4 separate regions of the Mus musculus genome follow, and all the other regions are linked to region 2. Evidence: chromatin contacts called from public HiChIP or PLAC-seq and promoter capture Hi-C data. All regions are on one chromosome and are shown on one strand. The core of a region is the stretch at or near the end of the contact, and the rest is flanking DNA. Distances in the headings are between cores, read along the strand shown.

What was found. Promoter capture Hi-C pulls out the DNA fragments that hold promoters and counts their contacts. HiChIP or PLAC-seq counts read pairs in DNA pulled down with a chosen protein or histone mark.
Region 1: a contact with region 2 is called in a promoter capture Hi-C map of pre-B cells, with 7 times the contacts expected there. The contact joins the promoter of Fkbp7 here to the promoter of Atf2 in region 2. A contact is called at or near these places in 1 of 39 promoter capture datasets (pre-B cells), 1 of 484 Hi-C or Micro-C datasets (CD4 T cells) and 1 of 115 datasets of contacts at active chromatin or transcription factors (astrocytes).
Region 3: an H3K27ac HiChIP or PLAC-seq map of cardiomyocytes shows a contact between it and region 2, with 8 times the contacts expected there. The contact joins the promoter of Ttc30b here to the promoter of Atf2 in region 2. A contact is called at or near these places in 1 of 39 promoter capture datasets (pre-B cells) and 2 of 115 datasets of contacts at active chromatin or transcription factors (astrocytes and cardiomyocytes).
Region 4: an H3K4me3 HiChIP or PLAC-seq map of bone marrow-derived macrophages shows a contact between it and region 2, with 4 times the contacts expected there. The contact joins the promoter of Ttc30a1 here to the promoter of Atf2 in region 2. A contact is called at or near these places in 2 of 39 promoter capture datasets (hippocampal neurons and pre-B cells), 1 of 484 Hi-C or Micro-C datasets (neutrophils) and 1 of 115 datasets of contacts at active chromatin or transcription factors (bone marrow-derived macrophages).

What each region holds. Positions count from the first base shown.
Region 1 is chr2:76,671,796-76,676,110 of GRCm38.p6, forward strand. Fkbp7 (FK506 binding protein 7) reads right to left here and starts at 1,303. Exons shown (of 4, transcript NM_010222.2): 1 at 1,011-1,303; 2 at 1-53. The coding sequence starts at 1,219. It overlaps Plekha3 (pleckstrin homology domain-containing, family A (phosphoinositide binding specific) member 3), which reads left to right and starts at 3,520. Exons shown (of 8, transcript NM_031256.3): 1 at 3,520-3,839. The coding sequence starts at 3,800. Gm39860 (a long non-coding RNA gene) reads left to right here and starts at 3,846. Exons shown (of 2, transcript XR_866494.2): 1 at 3,846-4,055; 2 at 4,198-4,315.
Region 2 is chr2:73,891,201-73,895,783 of GRCm38.p6, forward strand. Atf2 (activating transcription factor 2) reads right to left here and starts at 1,439. Exons shown (of 15, transcript NM_001025093.2): 1 at 1,275-1,439. Gm10822 (a long non-coding RNA gene) reads left to right here and starts at 1,208. Exons shown (of 3, transcript XR_003953852.1): 1 at 1,208-1,539; 2 at 1,711-1,837.
Region 3 is chr2:75,936,609-75,941,117 of GRCm38.p6, forward strand. Ttc30b (tetratricopeptide repeat domain 30B) reads right to left here and starts at 1,854. Exons shown (of 1, transcript NM_028235.1): 1 at 1-1,854. The coding sequence starts at 1,799.
Region 4 is chr2:75,979,526-75,983,995 of GRCm38.p6, forward strand. It overlaps Ttc30a1 (tetratricopeptide repeat domain 30A1), which reads right to left and starts at 2,442. Exons shown (of 1, transcript NM_030188.3): 1 at 1-2,442. The coding sequence starts at 2,212. The coding sequence ends at 218.

The sequences.
Region 1 (4,315 bases), core at 53-2,552, 2.8 Mb after region 2:
CATGTCCGACACCAAGAACAAACCATTTGGGGTGGCCTTCATCTTGTGTCCGGCTATGAGAAACCATACTTAGTGTGTAAGTAAGACCATCTCATAAAGGAAACTTAAATACAGCTCAGGCACTTGTTACTTAAGACTGGAATCTCTTTCCCCACATTGCACCCTTCAGAACTCTGTCCTTTGCGAATTGTTTGGATCAAACTTCCCCATAAATTGGCAGAGCATATCATTGGAAAACATTCTGATTTCTGATTTTTGCCGTCCTTACAAAAACTACTCAATGGTTCACTTTTAAAAATGGGTCTCCTGCCTCTAACTAGCTGGATGGCTTGAACAAAATGACTCATTTACCTTCTCTGGGTTTGTTTCCCAAACCAAAGGGGCAGGCTGAGCCCTAAATTTCATTTTAAGAACGACTGAAAAATAGCATCCTGTCAAATTTCTCTTCTACGTTGGAAGAATAAGTTTTCCTCTAAATTGGAAAGAATTGCTAGACTGGAAAGATTGGCCTGTCTTTGAGGGGAAACAGTACAGCTAAACAGACTGCATTCAGTCAGACCGGACTAGGGAACAGAGAGAATGGATGTGATAACCAGAGTTTTAGAAAATGACCCACAAAGTCCAGAAGGAAACGCGGTAGCTTTCTTATACACTCTGTTTGGAATCAGACTTCAGCTCTGGGTAAGGAGAAAGTGTGAATATCTTTTCAAGAAGCCTCTAGATTTAGTTTTCCGGGTTCCAAGGACAGTGGTGGTGGTCAGTGCTCTGCCTGACGTAGTGAGTCTGCAGTCAGTTTACTGCGCTTACATTTCAAATAACTAAAAACATTCAGTTTTGTTTAGGGAATGTCTTCTAATCTAAATCGGCATGAAGGCTTAATTTACTGTTAAAAAACAAAACCAAAAAACCTTAAAACAAAACAACCAGTTAGGCTCTGGCTGCTGCTGCTGGTGGTAGTGGGCAAGATGTGGTCTATCAACTGAACTTGAACTGGACGGAGCATCTCCTACCTGCAGTAGAATTTGGAGCCGTCTTTAGCCAAGTAGCCATCGTAATGGGCATTTAGCAAGTCTCCTTTCCTGCTTGTTTTGGAGCAGTTTTCTGGACGGTGCAAAACTTCTATTTTCACTTCCTCAGTGCTTTCTTCTTTTGTTTGTCCCTGAGCATCGGAACAACACCACAGGCTAAGGAAAACTGCTAGTCTGAATAGGAGATTCATGTTTCCCAAAGCAGCACTCCCAGGCCCAGTGTAAGCCCCACAGAGTGTCAGCAGGCTGATCAGACTGAATTGGGACGCGTGGCAGGCATTGTCCTACGTCACAAAGGTCCAAGGCGGGGCTACGAGAGGCCCCGCCCCCTCTCGCACCAGCAAATCGCCGCCGGTTGGAGTGTGTCTTGGCCGTTGGGTGCTCCGGTTGGCTGTACTCTGGCTAGAATAGCACCGCACACCCTGTCCGCAGGTTTCTTTCGCCTGCAGTAGTCAGACTTGCGTTTCCTGAAATAAAACTGGCATTATGGTGGTCGTTTCTAGGCACTTAGGAGATGCTGCAAAATTTTATGGGCTCCACTTGATGCCCTGATCTTGCCTCTCCAACACTGCCTCTGCTAACGGATTGCTTGAATGGCTTGGTTTTAAATTTTTAAATGCTACACTGACCCATTTGGCCATAGAAAAAGAATAGATAGCTGTAGGATCCTAAATACAGTATTTTTAAAATATTAAAATGTTGGGCCAAGAAATTGATACAAAATGCAAACAGGTCACGGTGGGATATTCTAGTCGTTATTCTTTCTAATCACAGGCTTCTAAGGCCCCTACGGACTTGACAGGCACAGTGGATGCAGACATTTTTGGAAGAATAGGTTCTTGACAATATAGGTTGGCTGCTCTTCTCTGGATATTTGTGGAAGTCCTTGAAGGATATTTTTGGAGGGGGGGATATGGTAGTTGGAGTACTGCGAAAAAAGACTCCAGGCCATGTCTACCGCATGCAGCCAGGAGACTCTCAGAACACACAGTGGAGTGTCTCCAGGGCTTCAGCAGCCCATGCCCGGCATTGCAAAAGATAACTTGTGTTTCTGTCCCTAACCTCTTGAGGCCGCCCTTGAGGTGAAGGCCTTTAGCAGAGAAAAGCTTTTTTTTTTTTTTTTTCTCCCATGAGAATTCATTCACATCAGACAGGAAAACTGACTATTGAACATTTTGTTCCAATTTCACAGCTGGCTAATAGACAACAGAGATTAGTCCAGTCTCTTGATATATCCCCCTTATCCTTTTAGTATGATAAACCTTTCAAACAACACAAAACTCGAATTTTATGGTAAGTGTCAGATGCCCTCCACAGTTGAACTATCATTACTGAACTCTATGTGATTTGTTGAATATTCAGCTCGTCGATTCCCCAAGTGGACATCCCGATCACCCTATTCAGTCAGCCTTCCTGGAAGGATAAGCCAGGGATTTCACTACCTCAATACTGACTCTGCTTTATGCAAAGTAATTGGAATTTGCAAAACTTTCTAAATCTAAAAGTTGTCAAGTGTGTAAGGACGCCCTTCCAAGTGAGATTAAAAAAAAATTAAGAGAAATCCTTTTAAAAACAAAACAAAAATAGGATGCACGATACCTTCTTAACATTTTTCTTCTTAACCTCTTCTTTCCTGTGTGTGTGTGTGTGTGTGTGTGTGTGAGAGAGAGAGAGAGAGAGAGAGAGAGAGAAAGAGAGAGAGAGAGAAGGGGGGTCTGTCTGGCCTAGAAGTCACTGCGTAGACCAGGCAGGCTTGGAACTAACAGAACTCATCTGCCTTCCTCTGCTTCCTAAATGCTGGTATTAAAGGCATACATCGTGATGTATGACATTAAAAGAAAAAAAAATGTGTGTGTGTGTGGGGGGGGGGCCGGGGGGGGGATGCGTGTAACATGGCCCATGTGTAAATGAGGTTCTTTCCTTCCACTGTGTGAGGCCCCCAGGACAGTACTGGTCAAGCTCCCGGAGGCAAGCGCTTTACTTGGAAAGCTATCTTGCCAACCCTAGTTCCATAAGACCTTGTTGGAGGACCTCTCTGGCCTGCATACTACTTTCTTAAAAGAAGGATGTAGCCCAGGCTGGCCTTTGGTCCTTCCTGCCTCAGCCTCTAGAGTGCTGGGATTACAGGGCCTTGCCATTGCTCCAGCTTTTCCTAGGAGGTAACTTCCTACTTCCCCGGAGTGTGAGCACTGGAAGCTCCAAGAAATGAGCAACCCTTGATTTTATTGAAAAAGATCCGAAGGAGGCGAGGCCTTCGGCAGCCGCCTTGTGCAGGATGCCCCGGGAGTTGGTCTGCTGCGGACTGGAGATGTCCGGATGCGGGGCAGCCGGGGAGCGGGGGACCGCGGAGCCGCCCCACGAGGGCGCGCGGCGCAGCCTCGGGCACGCGGCCGTCCCGCAGCCCCGCCGCCGGGGAGGGGTTTCGTGGGCCGAGCCGGCCCCTTTCATCCAGGAAGTGAAAGCGACGTCGGGGTCAATGAAAACAAGCCGGGAAGCCCGAGGGGAAGGAAGGCAGGCGTGCAGGAGGGCAGCGCCGGGGCTCGTGGAGCGGTGGCGGAGCGGGAGGGCGGCGGGCGCTGGGGTCGTCCCGGGGGTCGCCGCGCCGTTCCCGCTGGGGATGTCCGCGCCTCGCGGCCTCCGAGCAGCACGGGGCGCCCGCCGGCCGGGCCTCTGAGGGCCGCCGGGTCGGGGCGGAGGGCTGCGGGCCCGCGCCTCCGCAGCAGCGCGGCCGGCGCCGGGCCAGGAGGATGCGCGGCGCCGGGCTCTGAAGCATGGAGGGGGTTCTGTACAAGTGGACCAACTATCTCACAGGTACGGGGCGGGCGGCGTGGGGCGGCGGGCAGTCGGGCCCTTGGGCACCCCCTGGCAAGCCGCGGCACTCAGTTCCGCGCTCGATGCCCTCCGACCCTTCCACTGCCCCTCGTGGGGCCCATTACGGGCCTCTTCGATTGGGAGTTCGAGACTGCGTACCAGCCTGAGGATGGGACACCACCAAAAACCTGCACTGCCCCTTGTGCCTCGGAAACAGTATCCCATCATCTCTTTTATCCACTGTCTCCTTCATCCACGCTCTATGGACAGCATTTGTAAAGTGTGTGTGTGCATTTGATTTTAAGATTTTTTTTTTTTTTTTTTTTTTTGTATATTCCTTTACATTTTCTTACCACAGGTTTGAAAGTCCACTTGTTGCGGCTGGCTGAGCTCATCAAGTGTGCTTTTGGAAGCTATCCTCAGAGAAGGTTCTTAAGGATTGGTTTTCTGTGAGGTTTGGGAATTTGGGTAATTGT
Region 2 (4,583 bases), core at 189-2,688:
ATTGCAGGGATTCTTCAAATAGGTTTAGCAAATTTAAATACAAGACTCTTATTTCATCTAGAGTTAACTGTTTTAAAATAAGCCTTTATAAAGTCTTACCATTTGGGTGCTAGAGACCCAGGCCATTTGGCGCTAAATGAGTAGTATTCCTGGAACGGTTATTACTTGACAATGGCCAAGGGTTAAGAATTTCTTCAAACAGGACAAACTGAGCTCAGAACAGTCCGTGTTTGGTCAGATGTTAAAAACAGCATTACCTGCATCTGGTGTGAACGTGTCCCTAGTTTATAATCCCCAAGAAACTGTGACTTCCACAAGGTAAACTAGGTATTAGTCGATGGGCCTAGAGTCTATCATGAGTATCCCTTTTACTCAATTATACTGGTGGTAGTTTTACTCGACCTTCCCAGTTTAAGAGTCTCCATTAAAGAAGAGACAATTTTATAATACCTATGTGCATAAAAATAGTTCCCATCTCCTCCAAGGTCTGGTTCAATGAGTGAGCATCCCGGGGAGACATACACACATCTCTCCCTACCTCTCTTCCTTGTCCCTGGGGTAATAAAAGGCACAGATTATTTTCCTACAAAAGCTCTGCAGAACACCGGTCGAAGTAAATGGGGTGTGGGGGGGAATAGCAGAATCAACCTGCACCCACACCTCAGCCCCGCCCCACCTGGAAAGGGGGGGGTGGCGGCGGCGGGAGTGTGAGGGCGGCAGAAAGGACAGAAAAGGCCGAGACCACCAGCAGGTTCTCCATTACCATTGGCTCCATCACGTTCCACCGAGGCCAGAGACCCTTGCTTCCCAATCCTTCAACGCACCATCCCAAACCCTCGATCGCCCGAGTCCCCGGTGGGGAGCCCAGCGTGGGCCCTCTGGGCAGCGCGATCAAGGACTAGCGGCGGGGGTCTCCCCGACAGATGGGCGGATCCGAAGGGCGCCTCGGGGACCTCTCAAGTGACCACACCAGAGGAGAAGTCGGAGGGAGGGGTCGGAGAAGAGCCGTTATTCCTTCTCGCTCAGGCTTGGGAAAGCGCGCGAGGGAGGGGCCGGCCGGAGCCGCAGCGCGTTACCTAACGGTCCGGTCGCTCCGCCAGACCAGAGGCGGCAACGCGGCCACCGCCGTCCGTAGGGTTGGGGTCCACAGCAGGGGCGCAAAAGGGGTGGGAGGCGGGGGGTGGAGACTACAGGCAGCGACGTCGCCATGTTAGCACCTTCTTCCTCTGCATCCCTACAACCTCCAAGCCCGTGGCCCTTCCACCATTACTCACCTTTCCAGGTCACTAATTCATGGTCCTGCCAGCCACCCGCGAGCCCGGAGGCCGGCCGTGTTTACAAACTAGCCCCGGAGGAGAGGGCTGAATCGCACTTTAAAGGCCACGGGCTCCCACAGGCTTCCGTCCTCTCTCGCGAGATCCGACTGACAAACCTTCTCCCCGCCCCACTCCCGGCATCCCTGCCGCTTTCTTCTTGCGCCCCTCCCCTTCACGCACACGCCCCTTCCTGCTTTCCACCGAGGGAGCGCCCGCGGGTCAGGTGACTCCGTCGTGCCTCGGAAAAAGGGCGGGTCTTCAGGAGGGCGGGGGCGGGGAGGCGGGAACCAAAGAACACTCGGACGCGAGTGATTGGGCGAAAAGCACGAAAGGCGGGAAGCAGGTCCAAAGGGGCGTGGCCAAGGTGCCCAAGGACCGTTGTTTCGGTAACCAGGGAACTGCAGAAAGCTGTGATTGGCAGCCGTCGGGAGGCGGGCACGAGAAGCTGCACCGGATCTGGGGCGCGCGCGCAGGTGGCGGAGGAGCGAGCAGGAGGGCGTGGGCGGTGTGAGAGAAGAAAGGTGAGGTCGGGGAGCCTAAAGGAGCCCAGCCCTGGCGCCGGATGTCTCTGTCGTATTGGTTTCTGACTTCGCTAGGGATATGAGACTATGAAGGGAGAAGCGCTTCTGGACCACTCTCCGTGTACCGAGAAGCCAGAGCTGGAGAGAGAGCTACGCTTAAGGTTTTGGAGAGTCGGGGTTTGCCAGTCATCACCTCCGCCCCCATGTGCACACTGAAGCAAAATAAGTCAGCCCTGCGTAGAAAATAGAAACCTTTTCTTAGAGAGTTCTTTGTTCGGATTTTACTAAGCCAGAACTGGAGCCGATCTTCCCCACCACCCTATGTCAAGTATATGGTATATTACATACGAGTATGTTCAAAGGCAGTGATCAAAAGGAAATACACCGTCTTCCACCCCCATGTCACCATATTTTAAAACAAAGCAACGATCTTTTTCCTAGAGAAAAATTCTTGTAATTATGAGTGTTTCTTTTATCAAATTTCCTTTACTTAGTTAGATATAAAAATACAAATTTCAGGGACCGAAGAGATGTCTCAGCGGTTAACAGTACTGGATGCGAGCCGGGCGTGGTGGCTCACGCCTTTAATCCCAGCACTCGGAAGGCAGAGGCAGACGGATTTCTAAGTTCAAGGCCAGCCTGGTCTACAGAGTGAGTTCCAGGACATCCGCAAGTAACCCTTAAGCCGTCTATAACTCCACTTCCAGGGTACCTGACGTAGAATTAAGAAATTAATTAAAATTATTAATTTCAATAGAATCACTTCATTCATTTAAAGCTTAAGAGATCGGTATTAATTTTTTTATTTTTTTAAATTTTCGAGGCAGGGTTTCTCTGTGTAGCCCTGGCTGACCTGGAACTCACTCTGTAGACCAGGCTGGCCTCGAACTCAGAAATCCGCCTGCCTCTGCCTCCCAAGTGCTGGGATTAAAGGCATGCGCCACCACGTCCGGTTTGGTTAATGTTTTAAGGAGGACTAAAGGACGCCAATGAGAACCCAGCAGAGAAGAGGCATTCTTCCCACAATATTTTCCTTTGCTCTATAAATTGTAGTGCCAAAGAAATGCCTGTTAATGTAGGAAGTAGGTTTCAAAAAAACTAGGGGGCGGGGCGGGGGAAGGAACTGGACAGATGGTTAGGAGTGCTTGCTGATGTTGCAGAGCACCCAAGTTTAGTTTCCTATCACCACATACCTGCTCAGCTGCTCATAAAAGCGGGGTGGGGGTGGGGATCGGACAACCTCTTCCAGCCTCCGTGGGCATGTGGTGCACATTCGTTTATGCAGTCAAACACTCATACACACAAAGTAATGTCCTTAAAATTGGGGGCAAGAAGAAGGACGACTGATTAGTGTAATGACAATGAAAGAGACAGACCTTTACAGACCTTTACAATTCCATAACTGGTTCAGGTGCACTACTCCTAAACATACTTATTCCTACTGAAGATTTTGGTGCTTATTTTAGGGATGTTGGTTGTCCAATAAATATGTACAAGTTGCAAAATGTGATTAAGGCGCCTGTGAAATCTTGCACTGATTTTTAAAAAGCAAGCCTTTTTTTTTAGTATCATGCTTTTCCATTTGTTAAATGCGTATTTCTAATTTAGATTTATGAATACAATTCGTGTCTTTACATAAAATACACCCAATTTCTCCACGCCAAGTGAATCTAAAATTGTAAGTTTGTCTGGAATAGTATCTGAGAGTTAATGAGCCTGCCGTCTAATAATGATGCCTAGCATGAAAGTGAAATTGTAATGTCACTGGACCTTCTAATAGGTTGCTGGCCTGTATACATGTACGTGAGCCAACTCAATCTTCCTTTAAAACTAGCTTAATTACTTGAGAAACCTGAAAGAAACCAGATTATTAACACTGTCGGTTCTGAAGTTAGAAAGAAAGTACCATCTTGTAAACTTAGTAACAGTGCAGTAATGTCAATAGACTTGAACACTAATTATATCAGCAAGGTGTCAGCTGCTCATTACTGGTTGGAAGGCTAACAGACAAGAATATAGGCCTGCCAGATCATAAGTTGCTAGGTCCAGATGACTGTCTCTAAGATGCTGCTTTCCTCCAGCCGACAATATCTAACCCAAGGGGAAAAAAACCTAAAAATGTTAAAGCACTTCAAAAGAACTTTGTCCATTAGAATTGAGTTTTTACATTGCTTTTTCACCATGTATATTAAAACACTTTTTGTTTGTTTCTGTTTTTTACTATGTAGTCCTAACTGTCCTGGAACTTGCTCTGTAGACCTGGTGAGCCTTGAACTAACAGAGATCTGTCTGTCTCTGTCTCTGCCTCTGCTGGGTTATAGGTGTGTGTATACCACCACCAAGACCACCACCATCACCTGGGTAAAAATGGAAATTCTTGTCTCCAGATTGATTTATTTTCATCTCAAGTGACAGTAGCTTTGGCATTAGATTTTCTGCTATCAAGTTATTATCTATATCAAGATATTATCTATATCAAGTTATTATCTATATCAAAATAGTATCTATATCAAGTTATTATCTACACCTGGTACTGTTAGATCTCAAACCCAGCTCTCCTAAGCTAAATGTCTCCAGTCTAGGGGCAGGGCTGCCCTCCCCTATATAATCCAGCCAAAGCCTGTGGCAGGTAGGGACTGAGGGATACTGAAAGAGCATGGTGGCCAGGTCCACTGTAATATGTTACATAGGCACCTCAGTTAGCTCTCTGTCCTAGGTTTGATGCCTAGAAGTACTAGAGGAACAT
Region 3 (4,509 bases), core at 604-3,103, 2.0 Mb after region 2:
GTGTGCTTTGACATGTTCTCTAGTAAGGACAGGAAACATCTCTTGGCATAATACCATGTATCGGTGCCTAGCTTTTTATGGTAAGGCTCCAGGCTTTTGATAACCCGAGAGATGCCAAAGTCATAGTTTCCTTTGGCACAATACAGAGTTCCTATCACCAAATTCACAATGCAAAGGTGGTAGATTTTCTTGTCTGGGTCACCATAAGAGAGTTGTTCCTCCTCCTTCTCAATCTTCCTCATGAGCTCCTCAGCTTCCTCATTTTGACTTGTCATGATATAGGAAACACAGAGGTTGGCTAACACAATAGCACTGACACTCAGGATGTTATCATAATTCTTCTTGACAATGGGCTCATAGAAACCAATGGCCTCTTTGTACTTGTTCTCCTGCATGAAGAGGACATGGGCCACATTCAGCTTCCACACATCATGGTCATTACAGAATTCCACAGATTTGCGGAAGATCTTCTCCACCATTGGGTAATTCTCAAAGTTCCAGTAGATTTTTGCCTGGGCCATCAGTACAGGAATATACTTCTCAAGAGTTTCATCATATTCATTCACAGCCTTTTTGGCAGATTCATCATCTCTACTATGCCTTGAATCCTGTACTTGTATGGTGAGTTTCCGGAGCTGCTCAGTCAGCATGCCAGCCAACCCATCAAGTTTAATGAAAGCCTCTTCAGGAGCTGTCTGGCAAGTGATCATGGCATCCAAGAAGTCATAGAGATAGGGTGTGAGGAACTTGTAAGTCAAGTGGGCATTTTCTGCCAGGACATCAGCTGCCAGGTCAAAATACTCATATTTACAGTAGAGCAGCAGCAGGTTGCCAAAGGTCTCTGGGGGGAAGGGGTTCTGCTGGAGCAGAAACTGGAGCTTTTCAAAGCCCTCTGTGGGCTTGGCATCCATGTTCATCAGAGCCTGGTTGTGGAGGGTTACGGGGTCCAGCTCTTCCTCTGCTCTGGGTGGCATGTCAGTGAGGGCTTCCTGGGCTGCCTCGTAGTTTCTCAGCTGGTACTCTATGGCTGCCTTGAGGTTGAAGGCTTCGACCAGAGCAGTCTGGTGAAGGACTATAGTGTTGCCAACACTGCGAACATCAATGCCCTCCGTGGTCATGCCCACACCGAGTTCTGGGTGTTGACGGATGCCACGCTCAATGATGTCAGCGATATGCTTCAGAGCAGGCGCGTACTGCCGACTGCTGTAATAGGCCAAAGCCAAGTTGTAGGAAAGGTCAGGCTGGTAGCCAGAAGCCTGCAGGGCCGCTAAGAACTTGGAACAGGCAGCTTCATAGTGTCCCTCTTTGTAGAGCAGACAACCTAGGTTGATCTGACCATCATAATCACTCTCCCCTCCACTGTCCTCTACACCTTCCCCACTCAGCAGCTGCTCCACCAGGCTCCTGGCTCCTGGGAGGTCACCTTCACTGTACTTGATAGCAGCCTGGAGACGAAGGACTCGAGTCTGATAGGCGGGGTTGTCCAGGAGGAAGGCGACCCTGGTGGCCTCTGGATACAGGCAGGCCTTGTACAGTGCCTGGGCCTGGTACAGGCGGTACTGCTCGAGTTCCGGGTGCATCTGGCTCAGCTGCTCATAGCACTCTGCAGCGAGCTCGAACTCCTGCAGGCGGTAGTAGCAGTAGGCCAGCAGCGACAGCCCTGCGCGGCTGCGGGAGCTCCTCTGCAGCTCTGCGCTCAGCAGCTGCACCGCCTCTGAGTAGCGGGAGTCGCGGATGAGCCTGTACACCACTGCTGTGAACTCACCGTCGGGGATCTGTGAGCTGCTCAGCCCTGCCATATTCACCTAGCTTGTTTTGCATCCTGGTTTCCAAGGCAATAGGCCAACCGGAAACGGAAGCTGTTCAGCGGCAAGTATCCAACGGAAGTGTCTTGTGGATAAAAGCGAATCACCGACACGTTTCTATCAATTTCTGGATATGTTTTTAAACACTCTAGACTGTGGGGAAGCAATTGGGCTTGGTCTGGAAAATTTTCTAGGTAGTTCAGAGAGGGATATTCCACGTCCCGGCCTACATCGCTTCCGTTATCGCCCTGCATCCTGGGAAATGTAGTTTTTCCTCTTTGACGTTTTACAGTAATTGGAGTCTCTGCCTTTTCTCTGGGATCGGGATCTTGTTTCTATTGCTTTGATTGCTTCTTTGTTGGCACTGAAGTAAAGTTTTCTTGTGAAGGTCCCCCGGGATGCAGAAAATTCGCTGTTCTTTGAGGGTTCGAGTTGCTTGGCAATGGTGACGAAATGGGAATGAGGGCCGTCTCTGGACTTCAGGAATTCTAGTATATTCTTGCCAGCTGCTCTGACGCCCACTTTTTGAGAACGTTGTTAAGCAAGGGCCGGCAGTCCGTATTTTATTCTGTATCAAGAGGTGACGAGAGGGGGAAGGAGAGTCTGAATTGTAACTGGTGCTGTTTTAGATTTAAGTACCATTCGCCCTCTGTTTCGTAAATGACCGCTGTTATGAACGTAAATTGGTGCTTGAATTGATGAAGCACACGGCTTTGGTCTTTTCCTTCTTCAAGGAGAAGCCACAAAACTAACATTTTCCCCCTTTCCTATATGCTATTTTTCTCACCCTCTAAGCTCTACCAAACACTACCGTGAGTTTGTTCAAGACGTAATCAGCCTGTGCTTCTCGTGCCTCTGATCTTGTTTTCACGTATGAATCAGCTAGTTAATACATAAATGCTTCGCCAACTCCTTTCCCATACCCAGACTCTTAATTCGAAGCTCTTCAGGCAGTTACTATCTCTCCTTTCCCCCCTGTATGTAGAATGAGTCTCTAGGTTCTGTGTTATTGTTTTGGGGAGGTTATTCTGTATAAATTCAATTTTATTCTAGTATGACAGAGCAGTAAAAAACTACCGACTTATAAGCCGATATTGAATCACTGTTGAAAACCATGTACATAGATTTGACTGACCCTAATGTGTGGGGACATAAATATAATGCTTAGTTAAGCATTTGAGAAGTAACCAAGATAGCAGAATATTAATGTGTTCTTTCCAAATGAAGTAGTGACAAATTGTATGATTTTTCAATAACAAGGCTGTACTTTTAGAGCACGGATCATTTGACGTGGCTCTGGGAGGCACCTGGGAGACTGTTACCTTTTATAGTTTTCCACGATCTCCTCTAGCTACACCCAAGGCAAACAGACCACATGAAGGCATATCTTTGCTTTGTAATTAAGAACTTCAACATGAGGGCATTATATTTTTCTCTTTAATAGAATTGCTACCCATGAATCTTTTTTACCATCAACATATTGCAGCTCATCAACATATTGCAGCCAATATTCACCATATTTCATAGCACGCTGTTAGGCTTCTCACAAACTGCTCATAACTTTACTGAAATCTGTGTGCTGCAGATGAAGACTTTGTGCTTCAGGACAATTAAGTAACCTGCTAAAACCCACATAGGAAAGGGAATGAGCCATGTTATCTTAAAAGTTAAACTCAGAAGAATTAGTGATTAGGAGTTAATTCATATATGAACTCATATTATAGGAAATATTAGAGACTTGCTTTGTAAAGTTTTTTGTTGTTGTTGTTGTTGTTAAAAAATCAAAACAAACAAAACCCAACCAGTCTCATTTGGGTCATAGAAATCTGACCTTTGTGGCTTGCATTGTAACAATGAAAAAGTGTTAGGAAGGAATTACTGGCAAGTAGCCTAGGTTCCAGACACCTGTTACTTCTAGGAAAAGATCCCAGCAGACATTTAAATGCTACAATAGAAACAATATCATTCCTCATATATTCTGCTCAGTAGAACCTGGACAAGATAATTCTGTTTGAATGCCAAGGAAGTGAGAGACTCTACCCCACACTAAATGTAGCTCAGGATCAACAGAGGAAGCTACTGAGGAAAGCAAGTGAAACCACGTCAAGATGTTTGCCCAAGCAAACCTCTGCTGTAGCCCTTTACAGTCCTCAGTGTGGGGTTGAATGTAGGCTGAAGGATGTTATATAACATTGCTCAGTAGTCAGGGATGAGGAGGTCTCCCCCACGCTGGCCGGGTTGACTGTTTTTCTTTGAAAACAATATTCAAAGACTTAATGTTTTAAAGTCTTTACATGTTGTATTAGTCAGGGTTCTCTAGAGTCACAGAACTTATGGACAGTCTCTAGATAGTAAAGGAATTTATTGATGACTTACAGTCGGCAGCCCAATTCCCAACAATGGTTCAGTCGCAGCTGTGAATGGAAGTCCAAGGATCTAGCAGTTACTCAGTCTCACGTAGCAAGCAGGCGAAGGAGCAGGAGCAAGAGCTAGACTCCCTTCTTCCAATGTCCTTATATTGTCTCCAGCAGAAGGTGTAGCTCAGATTAAAGGTGTGTTCCACCACACCTTTAATCCCAGATGAAAAGTTGTAGCCCAGATTAAAGGTGTGTTCCTTAAACTAGGAGATTCAATCTTCTGGAATCCATAGCCACTATGGCTCAAGATCTCCATACCAAGATCCAGATAAGGATCTCCAAGCCTC
Region 4 (4,470 bases), core at 1,192-3,691, 2.1 Mb after region 2:
TACTTCCTCCATTCAGTTATTTTAAATAAATGCTTCTGGGTTCATTTGCTATCTCATTGAATGAAGGTTCTCATCAAGAAAAGCTATATCTAACTGAATAAACAGTTAAATCAGACAATGCATAACATGTAAAGAGTGTGAAAATTCAAAAGCTTAGAGTTGAAACACAATGCCAACATAACAAAGCCTTTATCATAAAAGTCAGTAACAGAAGCAACTACATATTCCACCCTATGACCTCATAAATCAAAGCTTTCAACAGTCTGGACTCATATGTGACTGTATTCTTCCCGGTGTGAATTCTTTCTTCCTCTAAGGGCTGTTCTAAAACAGCAGGGATGTTTCTACCATAAAGTTCACAGTACTCTAGAAACTGGACACATTCTTGAACAACACCGTCACAAAGCACTATCATGTGCTTTGACATGTTCTCTAGTAAGGACAGGAAGCATCTCTTGGCATAATACCACGTATCGGTGCCTAGCTTTTTATGGTAAGGCTCCAAGCTTTTGATAACCCGAGAGATGCCAAAGTCATAGTTTCCTTTGGCACAATACAGGGTTCCTATCACCAAATTCACAATGCAAAGGTGGTAGATTTTCTTGTCTGGGTCACCATAAGAGAGTTGTTCCTCCTCCTTCTCAATCTTCCTCATGAGCTCCTCAGCTTCCTCGTTTTGACTTGTCATGATATAGGAAACACAGAGGTTGGCTAACACAATAGCACTGACACTCAGGATGTTATCATAATTCTTCTTGACAATGGGCTCATAGAAACCAATGGCCTCTTTGTACTTGTTCTCCTGCATGAAGAGGACATGGGCCACATTCAGCTTCCACACATCATGGTCATTACAGAATTCCACAGATTTGCGGAAGATCTTCTCTACCATTGGGTAATTCTCAAGATTCCAGTAGATTTTTGCCTGGGCCATCAGTACAGGAATATATTTCTCAAGAGTTTCATCATATTCATTCATAGCCTTTTTAATAATTTCATCATCTCTGTTATGCCTTGCTTCTTGAACTTGCTTAGTGAGTCTCCTGAGCTGCTCAGTCAGCATGCCAGCCAACCCATCAAGTTTAATGAAAGCCTCTTCAGGAGCTGTCTGGCAAGTGATCATGGCATCCAAGAAGTCATAGAGATAGGGTGTGAGGAACTTGTAAGTTAAGTGGGCATTTTCTGCCAGGACATCAGCTGCCAGGTCAAAATACTCATATTTACAGTAGAGCAGCAGCAGGTTGCCAAAGGTCTCTGGGGGAAAGGGGTTCTGCTGGAGCAGAAACTGGAGCTTTTCAAAGCCCTCTGTGGGCTTGGCATCCATGTTCATCAGAGCCTGGTTGTGGAGGGTTACGGGGTCCAGCTCTTCCTCTGCTCTAGGAGGCATGTCAGTGAGAGTTTCTTGGGCTACCTCAAAGTTTCTCAGCTGATACTCTATGGCTGCCTTGAGGTTGAAAGCTTCAATCAGAGCAGTCTGGTGAAGGACTACAGTGTTGCCAACACTGCGAACATCAATGCCCTCCGTGGTCATGCCCACACCGAGTTCTGGGTGTTGACGGATGCCACGCTCAATGATGTCAGCGATATGCTTCAGAGCAGGCGCGTACTGCCGACTGCTGTAATAGGCCAATGCCAAGTTGTAGGAAAGGTCAGGCTGGTAGCCAGAAGCCTGCAGGGCCGCTAAGAACTTGGAGCAGGCAGCTTCATAGTGTCCCTCCTTGTAGAGCAGACAACCCATGTTGACCAAACCATCTGGGTCATTCTCCCCTCCACTGTCTTCTCCAGCTTCCCCACTCAGCAGCTGCTCCACCAGGCTCCTGGCTCCTGGGAGGTCACCTTCACTGTACTTGATAGCAGCCTGGAGACGAAGGACTCGAGTCTGATAGGCGGGGTTGTCCAGGAGGAAGGTGACCCTGGTGGCTTCTGGATACAGGCAGGCCTTGTACAGCGCCTGGGCCTGGTACAGGCGGTACTGCTCGAGTTCCGGGTGCATCTGGCTCAGCTGCTCATAGCACTCTGCAGCGAGCTCGAACTCCTGCAGGCGGTAGTAGCAGTAGGCCAGCAGCGACAGCCCTGCGCGGCTGCGGGAGCTTCTCTGCAGCTCTGCGCTTAGCAGCTGCACCGCCTCTGAGTAGCGGGAGTCGCGGATGAGCCTGTACACCACCGCTGTGAACTCACCGTCGGGAACTTTAGAGCTGCTTTGCCACGCCATAGCCGCCAAAATTGTAGCGCGTGCTAGTTTCCAAGGAAACTAGGTAACCGGAAACGGAAGTTCATCCAGCGGGTGGCGGTTAGGTCTGAGGTAGAAAGGATCTGTTCCGCATGACTAGGAACCGTTGACATAATCCCTGAATTTTTTTGTTTTGTCTTATAAGATTACAAACTGGGTTGGGACAGAAGTCGGAGAAGGGACAGAAACTTGTTGCAAGTAGTCCAGACATTATACTCCCGGTTTCTCCCGGCATGCAACATTGTTACTTCCCCAATGGGACGTATCCACTTTGCATTCTGGGAGTTGTAGTCTTATTTCACGAGTACTGAAATCTGGGGACTTGGCGTATTGTTTGTGTATTCAATTCAGATAGGAAAAGGTCATAAGACTTTTAGGCCGTTAGTAGGAGTTTTAGACTCCCTTTACTCGTTAGAACGAGTGAGCGTTGCTTGTTTTCTAGCTAGATAGTGTGACCTCTCTGTGGAAGAGCAGTAACCTGATTAGGGCCTGGGGTCCCTGGAGGTTTTTTGAGGCTTGTACTTTTTTTCCCTATTGTATATTTTGAAATCTGCTGAATTATCCGTTAGTGCCGAACTAAGTGTGTACTTCTTAATAGAATAGTACAGTGACCAAGCATTCTGCACCAAGTAGAAAATGATCTACAAATGGCGGGCATTTTGTTTGTTTGTTTGTTTTTGGGTTTTGAACGTCCGTTTATTAAGAATATAGTAAGCAAAGGTAAAATAGTAGGAAATAGCTGATAGAAACATCAGATCGATAATTCAATATAATCAAATTGAAGGCTTACAAATATTAGTTGAAATCAACTAGGGCAGCCATTGAAGAGGTTAGCTAGGATTCCCAATGAGAGTCCTAGGCAGATCAGAGTGTCTAGTTGGGTAACTGTGCTAAGTAAAATCACACAAGCCAAGGAGCAGATAGACAATAGCATCAAATCAGGCTTTCTCCAGAATCGACTAAAGCAGACCTTCTGAAAGAGTCATAGTTGAGTTCCTGACCCAGATTCTCAGCAGAAGCAGCTCTCTGTCACCTCCAAGATGGAGGTAGATAGTGTGATGGTGAGATGGCGGAAACTTTTTAAAATCTCAGTGACATATCTTTTCCAACAATGCCACATCTTCCCCAACAGTGCCACCAGCTGGGGACTAAGTGTTCAAACATCTGAACCTACGAGGGACATTCTCATTCAAACACTACAGAGGCTGAACCATGACAACCAAGAACTAGGTTCCATGAGAAACGGTGAATGGCAAATCATTCTATCTTCATGTCTCCAAGAAACTGTAAAGGCCTGCCAAATGAGGGCACCAAGTGTGTATGAGGAAAGATTGCTGTGTCCCTTTTTTTTTTTTCTATAGAAACAATCAAGTAAATTGGTGTGGGCAGTAGGCTTCTGACTTCCATGACTCAATTGCACTTTCAAACAGATATACAATGACTAGTGGGGTTGGGTATCCCCTAGTTCCTGGTATCACAAGGAAAAGGCTGAAGCAGGTATACATTTGCTCCTATCGTATAATCCTATCATATAACAGCCGATTTTATGTGCGTTCAGCCTTCCCTCATGTGGAGAATTTGCAGCCATGTGACTTCTTGGATGTCATCACACAAGGGGCATTTCTGCAATCAATAAGAAGGAAGGAGCAGATTGCACCCATTTTATGTGTGTGGAGTGGGCCTTTGGTCCACCAAAGATCTTTTTTTTTTTTTTTTTTTTTTTTTTTTTTACAGAAAGCAGGTAAGGACTACTTCTATATCCCCACTCTGAGTTTACTATTACTCTGATTTTCTGGTACCCTTTTAGGTGAAGTCTGTGGTGGGGGTATGTGATGCTCACATATTAAAGAATATGATATGTCTCCTTTACAACTGCTGCCCTGCCTGACATTTGAATTTGGAAATTCACACTCAGTATTTAAAAATCTTTATGCATAGACTGTTATTGTGAAAAAGCTGGCCTTAAATTATGATGCATAAACATGAAATCAGGAAATGACCTTTTATCCTTTCAGTCTCTCTGTCTGCAAAACTGTACTTACATGATGAAAAAAACTGTACTTACATCCCACCCCCTCCCACACACACCGAAAGGATTGTCAGCTTTCTCCCAAATTTCTTGGCTACCTCTCTGTGTTGCTGTCTGTCTATGAGCACAGCAGCTAAAGTACACAGGAGGGTAGCCATTTTGTGTCCTCCTCCTTATTTCATGGAAAGTGGCTCCAATGGCCTGGCTTGAA